Linked DNA regions of Mus musculus: all the other regions are linked to region 1. Evidence: chromatin contacts called from public HiChIP or PLAC-seq and promoter capture Hi-C data. All regions are on one chromosome and are shown on one strand. Each heading gives the region's core, a stretch centred on a gene start, on an enhancer-like site or on the middle of the called end of the contact. The rest is flanking DNA. Distances are from core to core; before and after follow the strand shown. Region 1 holds the start of Pigl (phosphatidylinositol glycan anchor biosynthesis, class L). Region 2 overlaps Mmgt2 (membrane magnesium transporter 2). Region 3 overlaps Lrrc75a (leucine rich repeat containing 75A).

Evidence for each region. Promoter capture Hi-C pulls out the DNA fragments that hold promoters and counts their contacts. HiChIP or PLAC-seq counts read pairs in DNA pulled down with a chosen protein or histone mark.
Region 2: an H3K4me3 HiChIP or PLAC-seq map of embryonic stem cells shows a contact between it and region 1, with 12 read pairs. The contact joins the enhancer-like site here to the promoter of Pigl in region 1. A contact is called at or near these places in 8 of 39 promoter capture datasets (3T3-L1-derived adipocytes, the C10 cell line, the HPC-7 cell line and 4 more), 6 of 484 Hi-C or Micro-C datasets (the MNK3 cell line, the N1E-115 cell line, embryonic stem cells and 2 more), 7 of 115 datasets of contacts at active chromatin or transcription factors (the SCID.adh cell line, bone marrow-derived macrophages, embryonic forebrain and 3 more) and 4 of 9 other capture datasets (adipose tissue, embryonic stem cells, liver and 1 more).
Region 3: a contact with region 1 is called in a promoter capture Hi-C map of the HPC-7 cell line, with 4 times the contacts expected there. The contact joins the enhancer-like site here to the promoter of Pigl in region 1. A contact is called at or near these places in 8 of 39 promoter capture datasets (3T3-L1-derived adipocytes, the C10 cell line, the HPC-7 cell line and 3 more), 3 of 115 datasets of contacts at active chromatin or transcription factors (the 230-238 cell line, the SCID.adh cell line and neural tube) and 3 of 9 other capture datasets (adipose tissue, liver and pancreatic islet).

The regions. Positions count from the first base shown.
Region 1 is chr11:62,457,042-62,459,753 of GRCm38.p6, reverse strand. It overlaps Pigl (phosphatidylinositol glycan anchor biosynthesis, class L), which reads right to left and starts at 1,313. Exons shown (of 7, transcript NM_001039536.4): 1 at 1,060-1,313. The coding sequence starts at 1,294. It also overlaps a transcript of Ncor1 not described here.
Region 2 is chr11:62,660,074-62,662,785 of GRCm38.p6, reverse strand. The region is part of intron 1 of Mmgt2 (membrane magnesium transporter 2); the gene reads right to left. Among named protein-coding and RNA genes, the nearest start is that of Mmgt2, 13 kb to the right of the region's middle. Within about 2 kb of position 1,380, at least 9 of the 459 cell types and tissues checked have an H3K27ac peak or open chromatin away from gene starts, as enhancers often do. A contact at or near this core is called in the HPC-7 cell line and embryonic stem cells, where this site is marked.
Region 3 is chr11:62,623,824-62,626,535 of GRCm38.p6, reverse strand. The region is part of intron 1 of Lrrc75a (leucine rich repeat containing 75A); the gene reads left to right. Among named protein-coding and RNA genes, the nearest start is that of Lrrc75aos1, 9.5 kb to the left of the region's middle. Within about 2 kb of position 1,310, at least 140 of the 459 cell types and tissues checked have an H3K27ac peak or open chromatin away from gene starts, as enhancers often do. A contact at or near this core is called in 3T3-L1-derived adipocytes and the HPC-7 cell line, where this site is marked.

The DNA of each region.
Region 1 (2,712 bases), core at 64-2,563:
GGGCTATACACAGAGAGAAACCCTGTCTCGAAAAACCAAACCAAACCAAACCAAACCAAACCAAACCAACCAAACACCCGAAGAAGCTGGGCAGTGGTGGCGCATGCCTTTAATCCCAGCACTTGTGAGGCAGAGGCAGGGAGATTTCTGAGTTCTCGGCCAGCCTGGTCTACAGAGTGAGTTCTAGGACAGCCAGGGCTATACAGAGAAACCCTGTTTAGAAAAACAAAAAAACAAAACAACAACAACAAAAACACCCCTGGCCCCCCAAAAGAGAACAACACAACAACCACATGGGAAAAAAGGTCCTGAGCAATTTTGAAAATCAGCTTTATTGAGGTATACTTTGCTATAAAATTCACCCACTGTATGTATACACTTCACATTGTCCAGTCATCACCATATTTAGGGTATCCTGGTTTTCTCGTTTGTTTTTGTCTGTATCATTATTCAAGTCTCATTTTTGAAGAATTCTTTTAATAATAGCTGGGTACAGATGAACTCTAAAATTATCTATAAATGTATTTCTATTTGTCTGAAGTTAAACAAAAAATCTCCCAATTTGACACATGAATCTTTGTAGCAGAAAATGGGTTTCAAAGCAGCAGGAAGGTCTTTTGCTATTATTAGGAAAGAAAGTTGGTGGGCTGAGCAGACACCATACAGCTCAAATTGTCTGGTGCATGATTTTATTTGATCCTTTTGCAAATAGACGGTTCCTCAGGATAACAGGTCAGGCACAGCGGCTCACGCCTGGGATGCTAGATTACAGTGAGACTGTCTTTATAAAAAACCCAAAACATCCAGTACAGTCGCAGTTCCCAAAGGAACATGAAGGTACTGAACGGAACCAATGATGAACAACCACTTTTCTGCTCCTCGATTTGGCTAGGATGGAATTCGCTCGGGGTTCCCTAACCTATCTGGGAAGTCGGCTGTTTCTGTCCCCAGACTGACCAGCACAGAGAAAGTAGCTACCTACGACAGAAAACCTTTCCGGAAGAAGTTAACTAAGATCGGTTAGTTCCCTAACCCAGCGACCCTCCTACAGTCTCCTACCTGAGGAGAAGCAGAGCAGGGACACCTGCTGCTCCAGGCGTGCCAAGCCTAGCATGGTGGGAGCAAAGAACATGGCTTCATCGTCCGGGTGCGCGATCACTACAAGGGCCCGGCTTCCGGCTCCCGGCAGGCCCGCCTGCTCCGGAGACCTCATTCGTTCCGCTGAGTTCCAAACCCGGAGGAAGCCCCAAGTCAGGACAGCCACGGCCACACACAAGAAACCCACCAATTCCATGCCGGGTAAGTGGCACTGCGCCTGCGCAGGAAGGCAGGCTGCGGGTGGACTCGGGTTCCCTGCGGGAAAACGGAACCGGCTGAAACTGCGTTCCGTGGGTCAGAGTGCGGCGGCGGCTGGAGACCAAGATTCGTGGTCTAGCGTGGAAACTTCCACCCATACTGCCCCGTCTCCTCGGTGGCGGAATCCTCTATCTGCTCCAGTTTCAGAGCTCAGCCGCACTTTGCGGTCTTAAGTGTCTTTCTTACCGTTCAGTGTGCTTAAAAGGAAGGAAGCATTTTTAGAGTTATTTTGAGATCGCGTCTCTCTCTGCGTGTTCCCCTAAACTCACTATATGCAGACCATGCGAGTTTGCAATGATTCCCATTCCTTTGCCTCCTGAGCTGGGATTTCAGGCGTGTCAGCACGCCGGCCAAAAGGGAAGCATTCTAAAACAAACGTCAGCATTCTCCTTTCAACTCGTTTTATGACTTCAAACTTTGTATAAAACAGCCCGTTATCCGGAATAAAAGTTTTTCCGAAGCGGGTCACCGTTTGTTCTTTCTCAGATGGCGGCTTTGCAAGAGGAAAAAGTAAGCGGCTAAGAGGAAATGTCATTTCACTCGAAGGGTGAGGTCGGCAGGCCCCTTAAGTTTTCTTAAGAGGCAGAGATTAAGGAGCCACGCCGTGGAGGAGGCCTCGCCCGCCATGCCGAGGAACACTCGGTGTGAAATTAACGTGCGTCCCAGCCACGTGGGCTGAGGTTTCTCTTTGGCGGCGAGGGGACGGGGTAGCCGCTTTGGCGGCGCGCAGGGGTCGCAAGGCTAACCTCGCGCCGGGCTCCCGGTCCTTTCCCACGCCTGAGGGGAAGGCCCCGGGCGCGCGGGAGTGGCAGGCTCGCGGGGACGCTCCAGGCCGAGGACGCGATGGCTGCCACGGCGGCGGCGGGTCGGGCCGGAGGCAGCGCTGCCGGGGCGGGCATGAGTGCGAGGGACAACTTGAAAAGAACCGGCGCGGCGTCCGCGACCCAGGAAGCGAGGCCGAGGTAAGAGCCGCACTCCGTTCTCCCGGGGAGGGAGTCGTCTCCCCAACCCTCCGGAAGGAGGAGGAGCCCAAGTCTGAGCCGCCTCAGCGCGGCCGCCCGGCCTGAGGGGGAGGGAGTGGGGTTGAGGCAAGATGGCGGCTAAGGTGGCGAAGCTGCGGCGGCGGCGGCTGGAGTGAGCGCCCAGCTCGCCGCGCTGCCGAGCGAGGGCCGGGCGGAGGGCCGCGCGCCGGGGCCGCGCCCCGGTCGTCCGGCCGTGGGGCGCGCCGGCTCTCACTCCGCCAGCTCCCGGTGAGTAGGCTCGGCGCCTGCAGCCCCGGCCTCCGGGCCCTGCTCGCCCGGGAGCTTCCTCGGGCTCCCAGGGCGCCAGCTTCGGATCAGCCAGGCCAGGGGCGTC
Region 2 (2,712 bases), core at 131-2,630, 200 kb before region 1:
GGCTTACAATAATAACACACATAAATAAATAAATGTAACAAACTGTTTTATTATCTCTTAGCACTGGAAAATGTAGCCAGAGTTACAGAAGGTTGTGAGCCATATGTGGATTCCAGAATTAGACCAGGGATCTTGGCGACCACACCTGGGGCTCTAACAACTGAACCATCTCTCCAGTCCCACAGCTGGAGTTTTACAACCTCATGTGAATTGTTCTGACAAACAGGCCTGAAAACTCCAGGTTTATGACTTTTTATCACTTGCTGTTTAGTTTGAAAATAGTGTGCAAACCATGTTGGCTATTCTTGGTTGTCAACCTGACTATATCTGGAATGAACTACAATCCACAGAGGGCACACTTTTGATCTGGATCTTGAAGCAGGAAGACAACACAAGATCTTAATCTGGATGGACACACATCTTTAATCCAGATCTGGAGGACAACAGAAGATGGGAGCGTTCCTTCTTCACCTGCTTGCACTTATTGCCAGCACGTCTATTGGAGCCTAATTCTTCAGGGTTCCAGCTTAGACAGAAGACCAGCTGAAACACCAAGCCTTGTAGGACCGAACTACTACTACATTCTTGGACTTCCCACTCACAGCTGGCCATTGTTGGGTTAGTTGGTCTGCAGCCTTTAAGTTGTTCCAATTAATTCCAGATAGATAGATAGATAGATAGATAGATAGATAGATAGATAGATAGATAGATAGATTCATTCAATAAGTTCTGTAACTCTAGAGAACCTTAATACAGAAACCTTGGGCACAAAAGTCACCCTCAAGTAAGAACAATTGTTCTACATAAGAAAGAAACAGTCAGGGGCTGGAGAGATGGCTCAGCGGGTAAAAGCACTGACTGCTCTTCCAAAGGTTATGAGTTCAAATCCCAGCAACCACATGGTGGCTCACAACCATCCTTAATAAGATCTGACACCCTCTTTTGGTGTGTCTGAAGACAGCTACAGTGTACTTAGATATAATAATAAATCTTTAAAAAAAAAAAAAGAAAGAAACAGCCTGTCAGCTGGATATTGAATGTAATGAAATAGCACCTTCAACCTCTTTATCACTTGCAAAGCTCCGAGGATTGCTGTTCCGTTTTGCTCACAAAATTACTGACAGAGTAGCAGAGGCGCTGGCTTGAAGACCCAGAGAGAACCGCATGACGTGTCCTCAAGTTCTCAGCTGAGCTGTTACCAGACTAGGAGAATAATCTCCAGAGATGCCGCACTCACTGCTTGGCAAAGCCAGGACAACTCGAAAAGAAACACTCTAGCGTCCTTTGCAATTTAGTGGGACCATGTGACAATTACAGAAGTGACCTGAAGTGATGTGTACTACTCCTCGCTAAGGCTTCTAATTGTTCTCTTCCTTTGTGACTGGAACTAAGACTCTTTTGTTGCTTATTTTGTTTTGTTTTACCACGCTGGCTTGTCTGTAAAGAATAGTCTTTCTGGGCTGTTACATGTCCCCTGAAATTTCTATGCAGAAACAAGATTTTTATTATTATTATTTGCGTAATGTAAGACAATATTTTTGAACATCTAAGCAATTCTTGTTCTTTCCGAGGGTGATGAAACAGGCTCTTAGGAAGGATGTTATTTCCAGGAAATGGACTGTAATGATTCCTTTGTGTCTGTTAAAAACAGGAAGTAGTAACAGCCAGGCAAGCCTTGGGATGCCAATAGTTTGCTTTATCTCCTAAACACCTGCCAGCAGGGTGTTACTTTGCTAAACAGCTTTCCTGGCTGTTGTGGATGGGGGATTCCTTTGCACTCCACGGAAAGCTCTGAGCTGAGTGTCTGGGCTTAGCTTGTCGTCCCCATGAACTCTAGATTTGCAGACTGCTACAGATTGAAGTATTAGATTCTATATTCATAAGAACATACAAGGCTCTAGAAACTCAGTAAAGGTGGTTATTGGAAAATAACTTGATTGCGATGTGTGATCAATCAATAAGGATTCATTTGAAACACAACTGGGAAGAAAGAACATAGCTGCTGGAGTTTCCGAGCGATGAGGATTCTCATGTAAAGTCTAAGTATTCCAGCTGAGCAGCGCAATCTGGACCCGAATAAGCAAGTTTAAAAAGATTTTTGTTTTTAATTATGTATCTGTATGTGTATCATGTATAGTGCCTGCAGAGGAGGGCATCTAGTTCCCCAGGCACTGGAGTTACAGATGGGTGCTGGGAACCAAACGGGGAGCTCTGCAAGAGAACCAAGCTCTAAACTGTTGAGCCTTCTCTCCAGCCCCACAGCTGATTTTTCACAACCCCATGTGTGTAACTCTCTACAAACAGGCCCGAGAACACCAACCTTGATTCCTTTCTTTCACTTGCTAGTTAGTTTAACAAAATAGAATAACTGGTGGTGTCTATCATTCAGTGAAAGTCCAGGACACTGTCCAAATACCTTTCCAGGCCCCGTGCTCTCTGCTGGCTGGCTGGGGCCTCCTCAATCACCAAAGAATCAAGTGTGGAGATGGAGTATACCAGGAAGTGCTTGAACCAGACACTGATGAAACCTGTCCCTCCTCAGCCAGCAAAATGTAGTGAGAATATTGTTATGTTTCAGGCTTCCGGTTATATATCAGCTTTACACTGACGTTCCCAGGCCACCTAGGGAGAAGGAGAACTGGCTATTCATCCCATACCACCAGTAGAACTGTGTCGCTCTGAACATTTTATATAACCTGCCTGCATATACTG
Region 3 (2,712 bases), core at 61-2,560, 170 kb before region 1:
CATAGACCGGGCACTTCATTGGAGGGTTGGGCGCAGTAGTAATAGGCAAAGCTAGCTGTATGTCCAGAGAAGTTTTTCAGGGTTCAGAGCCACAGAATTTCCTGGGACTCCCTACTTCCTTCCTCTTAGTCTCTTCCTCCCGGAATAACACATTTTTCTGTTGCATCAGTTCCTGAATGGTTTGGGTAGCCCTCAGATTTATTGAGGGCTGCAAAGAGGTTTCCCTTGTGGAGATCCTATCTAATGCTAGTTATAGTATTAGAAATTAAAACAAAGGGACTTAAGGGGCCAGAGAGGTGGCTCTGTGGATAAGAGCACTTGTTGCTCTTGCAGAGGACCTAGGTTCTGTTCCCATCATGCACATGGCAGTTCACAACCATCTGTAACTCCAGTTCCTGGGAATGCAGTGCCCTCTTCTGACTTCCCTGGTACCAGGCACACACACAGGGCACGTGCATTGAAGCAAGCACTCATTCACATAAAATAAAAATAAGTAAATGTTGGGGGCAGGGTGTGTTTTGATTTTTGTTTCTGTATCCCTGGCTGTCCTGGACCTCACTCAGTAGACTGGGTGCCAGGATAAAAGGTGTGAGCCACCATGCCTGGCTAAGTAAATCTTTTCTTCCTTTCTTTTTTTAAGGAGGAGGGTCTCTAAAGGGCTTACCTATATTAACTTAAAATTAGTAACAATAGGGAGAAGGCAACATTGTGGAAAGATCTATAATTACAGTAGATAACAAAGGAGAAGGAAGTTCAGAATACAGAGAGACAGGAAGCAGGTGTGATTGCCCAGTGCCTGAGAGGGGAGACATGGGATTGGGGTCATGGTCACAAAGTTTCTTGGTAATGAAAATCTTCTAAAATGTATCATGGTGGTTGTACAAAGCTTCACTTTAGGATTGGCTTTGTTGTTGTTGTTTTGGTTTTGGTTTGTGTGTGTGTGTGTGCTGAGGGTTGAACCCAACGCCTCACAGATGCAGAGTATTAGGGAGGCCAGAGGAGGGCCCTGGATTCCTTGGCTACTCTGCCCTGAGCTATATACCTCAGCCCCAGAGTGTGTCCTATGGATGAATAAATTGTGTGGATTATATCTCAACAAAGCTGGGTGGGGTTGTGTGTGTGTGTGTGTAACTTTAAATTTTTTATAATAAATTTGCATAAGAGAAAAATAGATTTTTATGAAAGTAACTGAATTTTCCAAAGGGAATAAAGACATAAGAAGAGAGGCTGTTTCCCGTTGTGAACGGCTGCTACCCTGCTTTCCCCCAACAGCCGGTTTCCAGGCCTGCTGCAGCTGCCTTCAAGCTGTCACAGCAGGTTGTTTGGGACAGGGATCTATACAGAGCCCAATATGACGCAAGTTATGTCCCTGGAAGAGGCCCTTGAAGAGCCTCATTTTTCCAAAGGGCCTCAGGCTCCTCCCCTGGTCTTTAGACCTTGGAATGTGCTGTTCGGCCTTCCAGAATGGATGTATACTTGCCCTTTGGAAGCCATAGCCTTGGCTCTAAGCCCATCATTGCTTGTCCCATTGCAAAATGTCTCCAAACCTGCTTATCTGAGCTAGTGTCATATGGGGCTCGCCTCCTTGAGATGCCCTGTGTGCCTGTCACCTTTAGGCACTGCAGGAAGCAGTTAGCGGCTTGGGGCTAGCCCAGCTACACCCTCCTAAGGGAGCTCCCATCAGCAGTGACTCAGTGCTGTTTGAGAGACTCACCCAGACTGTCTGATGAGCAGCCATCTGTGCGCATGGTTCCTAGAGATATGCTGTTCTCTAGTGAGGACACAGTGAAGAAGAGGAGAGCCTCCTGAGTGCCTCCCTGTTGCAAGGCAACAGCCCCTCCAAGGCCAGCCACATCTGGATTTGATTTTTCCAGTTCCCTCACACAACACTGGTACCTTCATGCCTACAGTCAGGGGAGCTGGCTTCCCCAGGGCCATGGCAAAAGTTGCAGCCATCTGGGGATACCCTGAGGAGCTAATTAGCTCTCCTCCCTCACATCCAGTTTATGGACTGTGATACAAAAGTCCCCAGTGAACTGACTTAGAGGAAGAGACACAGAAAAGATACCCAGGTACCGTGATATGCCCTTGTAACACAAGTGTGCTTGGACCCAGGCCAGGCCGGAAATTGAACAAGCAGTAAAATAGCAGCCTTTGCCCAGCCCCGGGCTGGTGTTTCCTACTGTAGCCTTTGGACCTTTGGGAGGCCCACCCCAGCTAAAAATTCTTCAGGAAGGTGATACCCTGTGACTCAGTTACCCAACTTCTCCCCTCCTGGAGGGGGCATCTTTCTTCCACCCTTTCCAACTCTGGGATGCCAGTGAGACACCGTAGAGACAGCCATTGTCTGCCATGGGGCTCCTGAGTTGAAGGGTAAAGGAGACAGCTAAGGATAGCCCTGGAGAGATGCAGTCTGCACCCAGTCTGACCTGCCCAGTCTCCAGTGGTCTTTCTTGGTCTTTCTAAGAATATGATGGCCCCACATGGCTTGGCATATGGGGGCTTGTAGACATGGGACCCAGTGTGGCAAGACAGAGGACAAGAAGCCTACCCACCTTCTCGGTGGTTTTCAACTCTTCTTTGGCAGCACTTTGATTTTTTTATTTGTTTGAGACCAAGAGCTGCTCTGCCCCCATCCCGTCCCCAGTAACACCTGCCTACCCCAGGACCTTAGAACACAGTTTAATAACTTGTAGTTGATCTGCCATTTCA